Linked DNA regions of Hordeum vulgare: regions 2 and 3 are each linked to region 1. The links are chromatin contacts, called in public Hi-C maps. All regions are on one chromosome and are shown on one strand. The core of a region is the stretch at or near the end of the contact, and the rest is flanking DNA. Distances in the headings are between cores, read along the strand shown. Region 1 holds the start of LOC123430163 (transcription factor BHLH6-like). Region 2 holds the start of LOC123426424 (G-type lectin S-receptor-like serine/threonine-protein kinase SD2-5). Region 3 holds the start of LOC123426426 (aminoacyl tRNA synthase complex-interacting multifunctional protein 1).

Region 1 (2,700 bases), core at 73-2,572:
CTATGATTTTTGAACCGGGGGGGGGGGGGGGCTGTCAATTTATAGCACCGGAATCGGGTCAAATCGGTGCTCACGGGCCCCACAAAGACATGTATTGCGGCTCAAAGGTAGCCGCGCCACCCGTCCATGTGGACTCCTATTGGCCCTTCTTGGTACTTGTTAGCTCCAATATTTTCTATATAATCTCCAAAAAAAATCATCCAATTTTGAAAGCTTTTATTTCTGTTCAAAACAACGTCAGTGTGGGATAGTTGTTTTCAGAATTTTTTTCCATAGAAGTTATCACTAAAGCATATTGAAGAGGTATGGTTCAGAATGAAGTATGTAGCTTCTATGGTTCAGATTTTTGTTTTCAAAATAGTTGTCACTAAAATCTTCTGAAGAAGTATGGTTCAGATTTTGAAAATTCATGTGTTCTTCTTTAGCACGGCATGACCAAAAAAATCCTTGTAGCTCCAAGACCGCTTACAAAAGTAAGAAAGGAGTCATTCATATTATTCTATTCAACCTTCTTTATTCTACACACATGCTTAAATTATGACATGGGGTCGTCCTATTAGTAAATCCAGACATTCACGTTATAGAATATGTGTTTTTAGTAGTCATGTTTAGGTACTATCAGGGACGAATTTAGGGGGGAGAGGGGGGCTAGACCCCCCTAACAAATCGATTCTTCTACTATGATTGTGATTGTTGTAGGCAAAAAAATTCACTTCATATGAACTTTGCCCCCTTCATGAACAAACTTGCCCCCTCTATGCATGAATGTTGGCTCCGTCTTTGATACTTCTCCCCTGTTTTATAATATTAGAGCATTTCTAACACTGTTTTTGAAAGTACATTAGTATTAAAAATGTTTTTATATTATGGAACGAAGGGAGTAAGGTCATCTTCAGTTTTATGTAAAGCTACTAGTTAAAAAAAAACTACTAATTAATGCCCTTGCGAAGAGCCTCATTTTGTGTCAACGAAAAGAGAAAAGGAAAGAAACTGTTGTCGTCGCGTTGGGGCTGAGCTAACAAGGCACGTGTGTTAGTAGACTAGTAGTACGAGTAGTAAATCGAGCTATCACGAATGCTCCATGTGCTAGATTAGCCAAACTTAATTAATAATCCCGCACGCGAGACAGTGCTCTGCGCGTGAAAGAGAGTGGCGTGCGTGTCCGCCTTGAATTTCCCCACGTTTTTCGCCTGGTCGTTACGCGGAGGCGGAGACCACAGGCCAGCGCGTCCCTGTCCCGTGCGCGGGGCCCGCCAGCCAGCCACTCATGCTAGCCCGCGCCTATATATAAGGGCTCAAAGGGACAAGTGAGAGCACCTGGAGAAAGAGCGACAGAGCAACAGAACAGAGAAGAGCATCAACTCGCGACGAATCAGAGGGGAGAAGAAACAAGACATGGACCCGGACATGGGCGAGAACTTCGCATACTACTGGGAGACGCAGCGCTACCTCGAGTCGGAGGAGCTCGTTGACAGGTACGCCTTTTTCCCGCCTTCCGGCCATCCATCGCGCCATTGTTGAGGGATTTTGGAGGAGAGGGTGACGGTGATTCAATTCATGGTACTTGGCTGCAGCATCTTCGTGGGGGCGACCGAAGACGCCATCTCGTACTACGACTCCAGCTCGCCGGACGGTTCACACTCGTCCTCGACGCTGACGGGGGCGGCCATGCCAGGGGCGGGGATCGGGATGGGTGGCACTGGGGCGAACAAGAACATCCTGATGGAACGCGACCGCCGCCGCAAGCTCAATGAGAAGCTCTACACGCTCCGCAGCGTCGTGCCCAACATCACCAAGGTGAGCGCAAGCATCTCAGCCGGCACCGGCATTGCTAGTACACAGCAGCATCTCCATCGCCGGAGAGACGATTCTAACGGCAAGTTCCTCGTCGTTGCAGATGGACAAGGCCTCGATCATCAAGGACGCCATCGAGTACATCCAACATCTGCAGGCGGAGGAGCGGCAGATGGAGGCGGAGGTGTCCGCGCTCGAGTCCGCCACCGGCGCGGACGATGACTGCGACGGCGGCCTCTCCGTGGAGCAGGTCTCCTCGGCACAGAGGAAGAAGGTGAAGCGCGCTCTGTCGGTCTCGTCCATGAACGACGCCCTGCTCGCCGCGGCGGCAGTTGCCTCGCCGCCCGTGGAGGTCCTGGAGCTGCGCGTGTCGGAGGTGAGCGAGAAGGTGCTGGTGGTGAGCGTGACGTGCAGCAAGCAGCGCGACGCCATGACCAAGGTGTGCCGCGTGCTCGAGGAGCTCCGCCTCAGGGTCATCACCGCCAACATCACTTCCGTCTCCGGCTGCCTAATGCACACCCTCTTCGTCGAGGTACGTCGCCGCCGCCGCCGCCGCCGCCATCCACAATTCATGAGAACCAGTTCTTTCGCACGATTCTATCCGATCCGATGGCTCTGTTTCTGCTTCTGTTAGATAATAAGATGACGTTGGTTGTGCTGACGTCACAGACCCCTTCTTTTTAAGTTGGTTGACTGAATTTGACTTTTACCATTGGTAGACCCTTTTAGTTTCCTCTTTTAAGGTCTTTTTAAGGTCCAAAGTCCGTAGTTTTGTTACGTCAAAAAGGTCGTTCCTCTGTTCCATTTGCGGCGTTCAACGCCACATCACACGCAAGAAACTCAAAATGCTCCAGAAAAAGAAAATATTCCTTTCCCATTCGAGGGATCTCCTCGATCCATATTTTG
Region 2 (2,700 bases), core at 184-2,683, 600 kb before region 1:
GTGTGGGTGCAAATATAGCAAGCTTAGTAAAAAAAATGGTGGGGACCACTTGTACAAAGGTTGTTGGAGAAGGTCTTTTGATCAAGATTTGTAAAGTAACAAGTGAGTGCAAATATACCAAGGCCGTTGAAGATGCTCTAAGGAGGTACCGCATCCTGAGCGGTAACCATAGTAGCAAGGGGATGATCAACCATATGCTTTGATAATTACGTTTGCTGACTCAACACATTTTGTCCTTTCTTTCATTTTATTTTGTAATTTGCAATTATCTACACATCTCACTTGCTTGCAGATAACAAGACCAATGGGATTGACAACCCTTTTACCCGTGTTGGGTGTAAGTTGTTTGTTTTTTATGTGTAAATTATTTGTTTTTTGTGTGCAGCCACTGAGGACGGTTGTTGTTGATATTTTTATTGATTCGATAAATCTTGATTTCATAACTGAAAGAAAATACTTACCTATATTGTGCTGCGATAACCCGTTTCTCTTTACGAAAAAACCCAATGCAGATCACAAGTATCGATCGTCTTCGAGGACAAGGAGAGGTTTAGATTGGAAACAATCCGGTTCGAAGTTGCACTGTTCCGCACTGGCTACAATGCCATCCTTAGCAGGTCGGCCTACTTCAAATCCATGGTGCTACTCTCCTACGAAGAAATAGACCGACTCCTAGCTACTAGAGGTGATTCTACATGTTGGTTGTGGGGTCAACTGACCAACAGCTTTAAAAAAACAGTCTAAAACATTCTACACTTATTATTCAGTGTGAACATATTTTTAATTTCTTTAGCAATAACCCCACATATGCTTGAGGTTGGCTTCTGTCGGCTGCTAGCTGCCGAGTTCATTAAGAAGGTCCCGCATCCTGAGCGGTAACCCAAGAGGATGGCCCCACCGTGGTAACCATAGTAGCAAGAGGATGCCCCCACCCTATACTTTGATAATTACGTTTGCTGACTCAACACGTTTTGTCCTTCCTGTTCATATAGCAGGGAAGGAGAGGAGAAAAACAGTCTGCTCAAAACCACGGTAGGAGCACACGGGAAACCGGTTGACGCAGTCAGACGCGGATCTTCACCTACCATGCCAATGCCGTCGCCCGGCAGAAGTAGCCAACCAACCAACCAATGATCATTTCGGAAATTCGGAGTAGTCGGACTAATCCAACCTGCAAAAATCCCAAGAGAAGTGCAGCTGGTATGAACAGAGGAAGGCGAGCCCGTCTTTTTGATCCGGCGGCCAACCATTAATTAGATTATTATAAGCAAAAAACTGACGTACTCCCTCCGTCCAGGTGTATAGGGCATGCGCGTTGTTCTAGGTCGTTAATTTAACTATTTAAATATATATTATATGTAATAAATAATATACCATTAGATTCATGTGAGGGTGTAGTTTCTAAATATGTAATTTTTATCACATATAATATATATTTAGCTAGTTAAATTGACAACCTAGAACTACGCGCATGCCTTATACACTTGGACGGAGGTAGTAGTTGACTTTCATATACCCATGCTTGCTTGATTAGTTTGCCTAATCATCGTGACCCATCTTTCATGATGGGCACAAGGAAAGTAGCAGCAAGAGGACTGCATTTACTCTGAGAATACTATTACAATAATTTTTTCTTTGGCATCGACACATTTTCTTCCAAAAAAGTTACTCTAAACCACGAGACAAGCAACAATGACATGCCTGCAGGAGTAGCCGATGACTCACCTTTCGGTGACAGCCAAACACAAAGCACCCAAAACACCGCGTGGTATGGTTGTGAACTTCGGATGCTGAGAATAGCAAGACGAAGACTTGTTGACTGCTTACTTCTTTCCGCGGAGCTCACATCTGCTTCACTGATTCTGCATAACCAGGTGAGATCTTTTTCTCCTCTGAAAGCTCATCCCCGCAATAGCCCCCATATCTCCTCTCAAAACTCACTGGTTTTTCTTACAGTCTCCATGGGCCCTGCCGGCCTCCACCGTTTCTTGCTCATCGTGCTTGCAGCTGCAGCACCATTGCTCTCTGCGTCGCAGCGTTTCGACTACCCCGCAGCGAACCTCTCGACGCTGTGGATCAACAACAAAGCTTTCCTCCCACATAGTGTCAGCTACTCCGACGGTTCAGCCGTGCGGGCCATTGTCCTCCATTCACCCAAAACCTTCTATGGCCCCTCCTTTGCCGCAGGATTCGTCTGCGCCTCCCCCTGCGATGTCTTCCTCTTCGCTGTCTTCATTGTCTACACCAATAGTGGTGCCAAGATCACCATGCCGACTACTGGGACTCCGCAGGTGGTCTGGTCTGCCAACAGGGCTCGCCCTGTCAGAGAGAACGCTACCCTTGAGCTTTCCTCGGATGGAAACTTGGTCCTCTGTGATGCTGATGCTAGCCTCGTCTGGTCGAGCAGCAGCTCTGGGCGGTCTGTAGCTGGCATGATGATCACCGAGGTCGGTAATTTGGTCTTGCTTGATCAGAGAAATGCAACAGTGTGGCAGTCATTTGCTCACCCTACTGATGCATTGGTCCCTGGGCAGTCGCTTCTGGAAGGTATGAGGCTCGTAGCAAGTACGTCTGCAACAAATTGGACAGAGAATCAGTTGTACATGACAGTTCTCCCTGATGGATTGTATGCTTATGTCGGATCCACACCACCACAACTCTATTTTTCGAAACTGGTGAACAATAACAAGACAGGAAAGG
Region 3 (2,700 bases), core at 36-2,535, 810 kb before region 1:
AATGTCTAAATTATAAGTGATACCTGGTTTCCCGTTGCAGGTTCAGATTGAAGACTCTTTTCATCTTCAGATCCAAACCATACCCTTTCACCAGGAACAGAACCTTCTGGAGGGGTGAGCAACTCAACAGCCTCGTGAGAAGCATCAGAGGCACACATAAGCATGCCATTAGACTTGATGCCGCGCATGTTTCTTGGTTTCAGGTTAGCAAGAACAATGACATTGCTGTCCTGCATAGATCGCATGCCATAGCTGATGTCATCAGTATATTCAGTAAAATAGAAGAAAATAACTTGCACTTCATTGCAGACCATCTATATACCCAAAGACGTCAATAAACAAACTGAATGCAATCGTAGAGTGAAGCATGAGGATCTTGGCTCAAGCTAGACCAATCCTGGTAAATTCAGGAAGGTTGGCACCTGGTATTATCTCACCAAGTGAATCGACACTTCCAGCATAATCATTAAGTAAGCTGTACACTTCATCTAATAGCGATGTTGCTCTTAATTGATACATACTAAAATTTCCAGTTCGTCCACATAGATACTGGTAATAAGTAGTTACTTGCCCGCCCGCCCGCCGAAATGCGCAATTTATGTGATCTATACAAAAACTTGAGCATACTAGCTAGTACAGTACATCATTTCTAAATAACTGAAAAATCTTGGATGGACGAGTTCTCATGCATCATTCATAACCTGGAGTTGGTCGATGGGTAGGTATTTGACGAGGCCGCTGCAGATGGTGCGCGGCTGCTCCTCACCGACGTCGACCTCCTCCACGTAGAGAGTATCCGCCTCCGGGTGCAGCCACGCCTTGACGACCCGCCCCACCCGGATGTCCAGGAGGCCAGCGAGCTCGCCCACCGGAACCTCGCCTTTCTCCTCCTCCCCAGCCGCGGGCGCCGGCTTCTTCTCCTCTACGGCCGCGTGCGTAGGTGCCGGTGCGACGACGGCGTCGGAGGAAGGCAAGGAGCAAGAGCAGAAGAGGGCGGCATGTTTGGCGGATCTCGCAGCAGACAACGGTGCCAAGAAGGAGATGGATTTGGCTATGCCCCTGCAGCCAACTCGGGTCCTGGCGAGGATGGGGGTTGAAGGCGGGGAAGGGAGGCGGAGGTGAACGCGACAGCTTGATGCGAAGGCCATTCTCGCTGCGGCCATCATCGTCGTGCCGCTCTCAGGCTTCAGCTGCCGCCGGTCCGGCTCGTCTCCGCCGCAAAGCGAGGCGCTGGGATTTTATCCGATGGGGAAGGAAGGGCCCAAGTGATCCGCAGGCCGGTGGCCCATGTGTGGAACGGTGCAACCAAATAACACAATTTCTACCGCTCAAAAAAAAGCGACATTTTCTATTTACAGTGAGCAAGTGCGTCCGGCATAGTGCATACACGGGAGAGGAAGTAAAAACTGATCTAAAGAAAAGGTAAGAGCAACTTTAAGGGGGCGATTCAAACGGACAGCGTTTTTTTTTGTCCGTTTGGGTCTTTCGTCGGTCTATCCGTGTTCTTTTTGTAAATGGGTCGGCACATGTATCCAACAGAAAGCACATGAACAACAATATTGTAGTATTAAAATAATAAAAGAGAGATGGTTGGGGATGGACCAACGAATTAAATAAGCAGACAGAGGTGGGTGGGTGGTTGTGTGATAAGTAGGCCAGGCCGGCCACATGCGGACACAGAGAGGATGCGTACGCGTCCGCGTCGATGCATTTCTGTCCTAAATTTGAGCCGAAAATGGATCGGCACGGACGCGAAGCGGACACGTTTTGGCAATGGGTCCGTGCGTTGGACCATCACTATTGTCCGCGCGGATCCAAACGGACGGCGGCGGACGAAATGGATCGCCCTGTTGAAATTGCTTTAAAAACTGAACTTTCCTCGACGTTTCCTACAAAAGCACTACACGGTTTTATGACACGTGTTTTTTAAAAACACCATGATATTTATGGAAACAATGGTTTTGTATATGAAAAACGTTTATTATCAACAGATGAAATTAAGAAAATGTAAGCCGCGTCCTCTGGTGGATACTTGTCCCTATGGACCCGTCACCGCTGTGTCTAGCCTTATCTTCTCCCCGCACGCAATCTCCTCCTCCACTCATCTCTTTCCTCTCTTTTCCCCTTTCTATCTCTCTTCGCCACCCCCACCCCACACCACCACACCCCGTCGCTACTACAAACTAACGGAGTAGGAGGAGAACGACGACAACCACAACGTGTTGTATCTGTGTCGGAGCAGCTCTGTCACAACAACATAAGTGGCCCGTCATGAGCTTCATCGCAGCACCCCGTCGCCATCACGTCATGAGATGTTACCGTCGCATGCACCGGACAGTGCTGTAGTGGAGCACTCAACGGTGGCTCCCCATGTTGCGGTGCAGTGCCCGCGCGGAGGCTCAGAACCTGGTGTTGCAAGGAAGCTTCATAGGTGCATCCTACGAAGCTTCACCGGCGGCGCTCGGAGCTGCTATGGAGCTTCAGTGGCAAGCTCAAAGTTGCAATGGAGTGTCCCGGTGGCTGCAATCGAGCGCGTCTGTCTGCGAATGAACACCACCGTGCCTGCAATGGAGCCCCGTCGCGGCTGGGGCTGTAATGGAGCTTCGCCGGAACACCGCACGCCAGTGGCTGCAATGGAGCGCGTCTGCTGCAATAGAGCTCTGCTGCAGCTGCAATGGAGCTTCACCGGGACGCCGACGG

The links. A called contact is a pair of places that touch in the nucleus more often than the background predicts.
Region 2: a contact with region 1 is called in a Hi-C map of leaf, with 2.7 times the contacts expected there. The contact joins the promoter of LOC123426424 here to the promoter of LOC123430163 in region 1. A contact is called at or near these places in 2 of 6 Hi-C or Micro-C datasets (leaf and seedling).
Region 3: a contact with region 1 is called in a Hi-C map of leaf, with 3 times the contacts expected there. The contact joins the promoter of LOC123426426 here to the promoter of LOC123430163 in region 1. A contact is called at or near these places in 2 of 6 Hi-C or Micro-C datasets (leaf and seedling).

Annotation. Positions count from the first base shown.
Region 1 is chr2H:403,488,493-403,491,192 of MorexV3_pseudomolecules_assembly, reverse strand. LOC123430163 (transcription factor BHLH6-like) reads left to right here and starts at 1,322. Exons shown (of 4, transcript XM_045114061.1): 1 at 1,322-1,475; 2 at 1,575-1,797; 3 at 1,898-2,326. The coding sequence starts at 1,396.
Region 2 is chr2H:404,086,802-404,089,501 of MorexV3_pseudomolecules_assembly, reverse strand. LOC123426424 (G-type lectin S-receptor-like serine/threonine-protein kinase SD2-5) reads left to right here and starts at 1,433. Exons shown (of 1, transcript XM_045110262.1): 1 at 1,433-2,700. The coding sequence starts at 1,698.
Region 3 is chr2H:404,301,984-404,304,683 of MorexV3_pseudomolecules_assembly, reverse strand. LOC123426426 (aminoacyl tRNA synthase complex-interacting multifunctional protein 1) reads right to left here and starts at 1,285. Exons shown (of 3, transcript XM_045110263.1): 1 at 702-1,285; 2 at 24-230. The coding sequence starts at 1,166.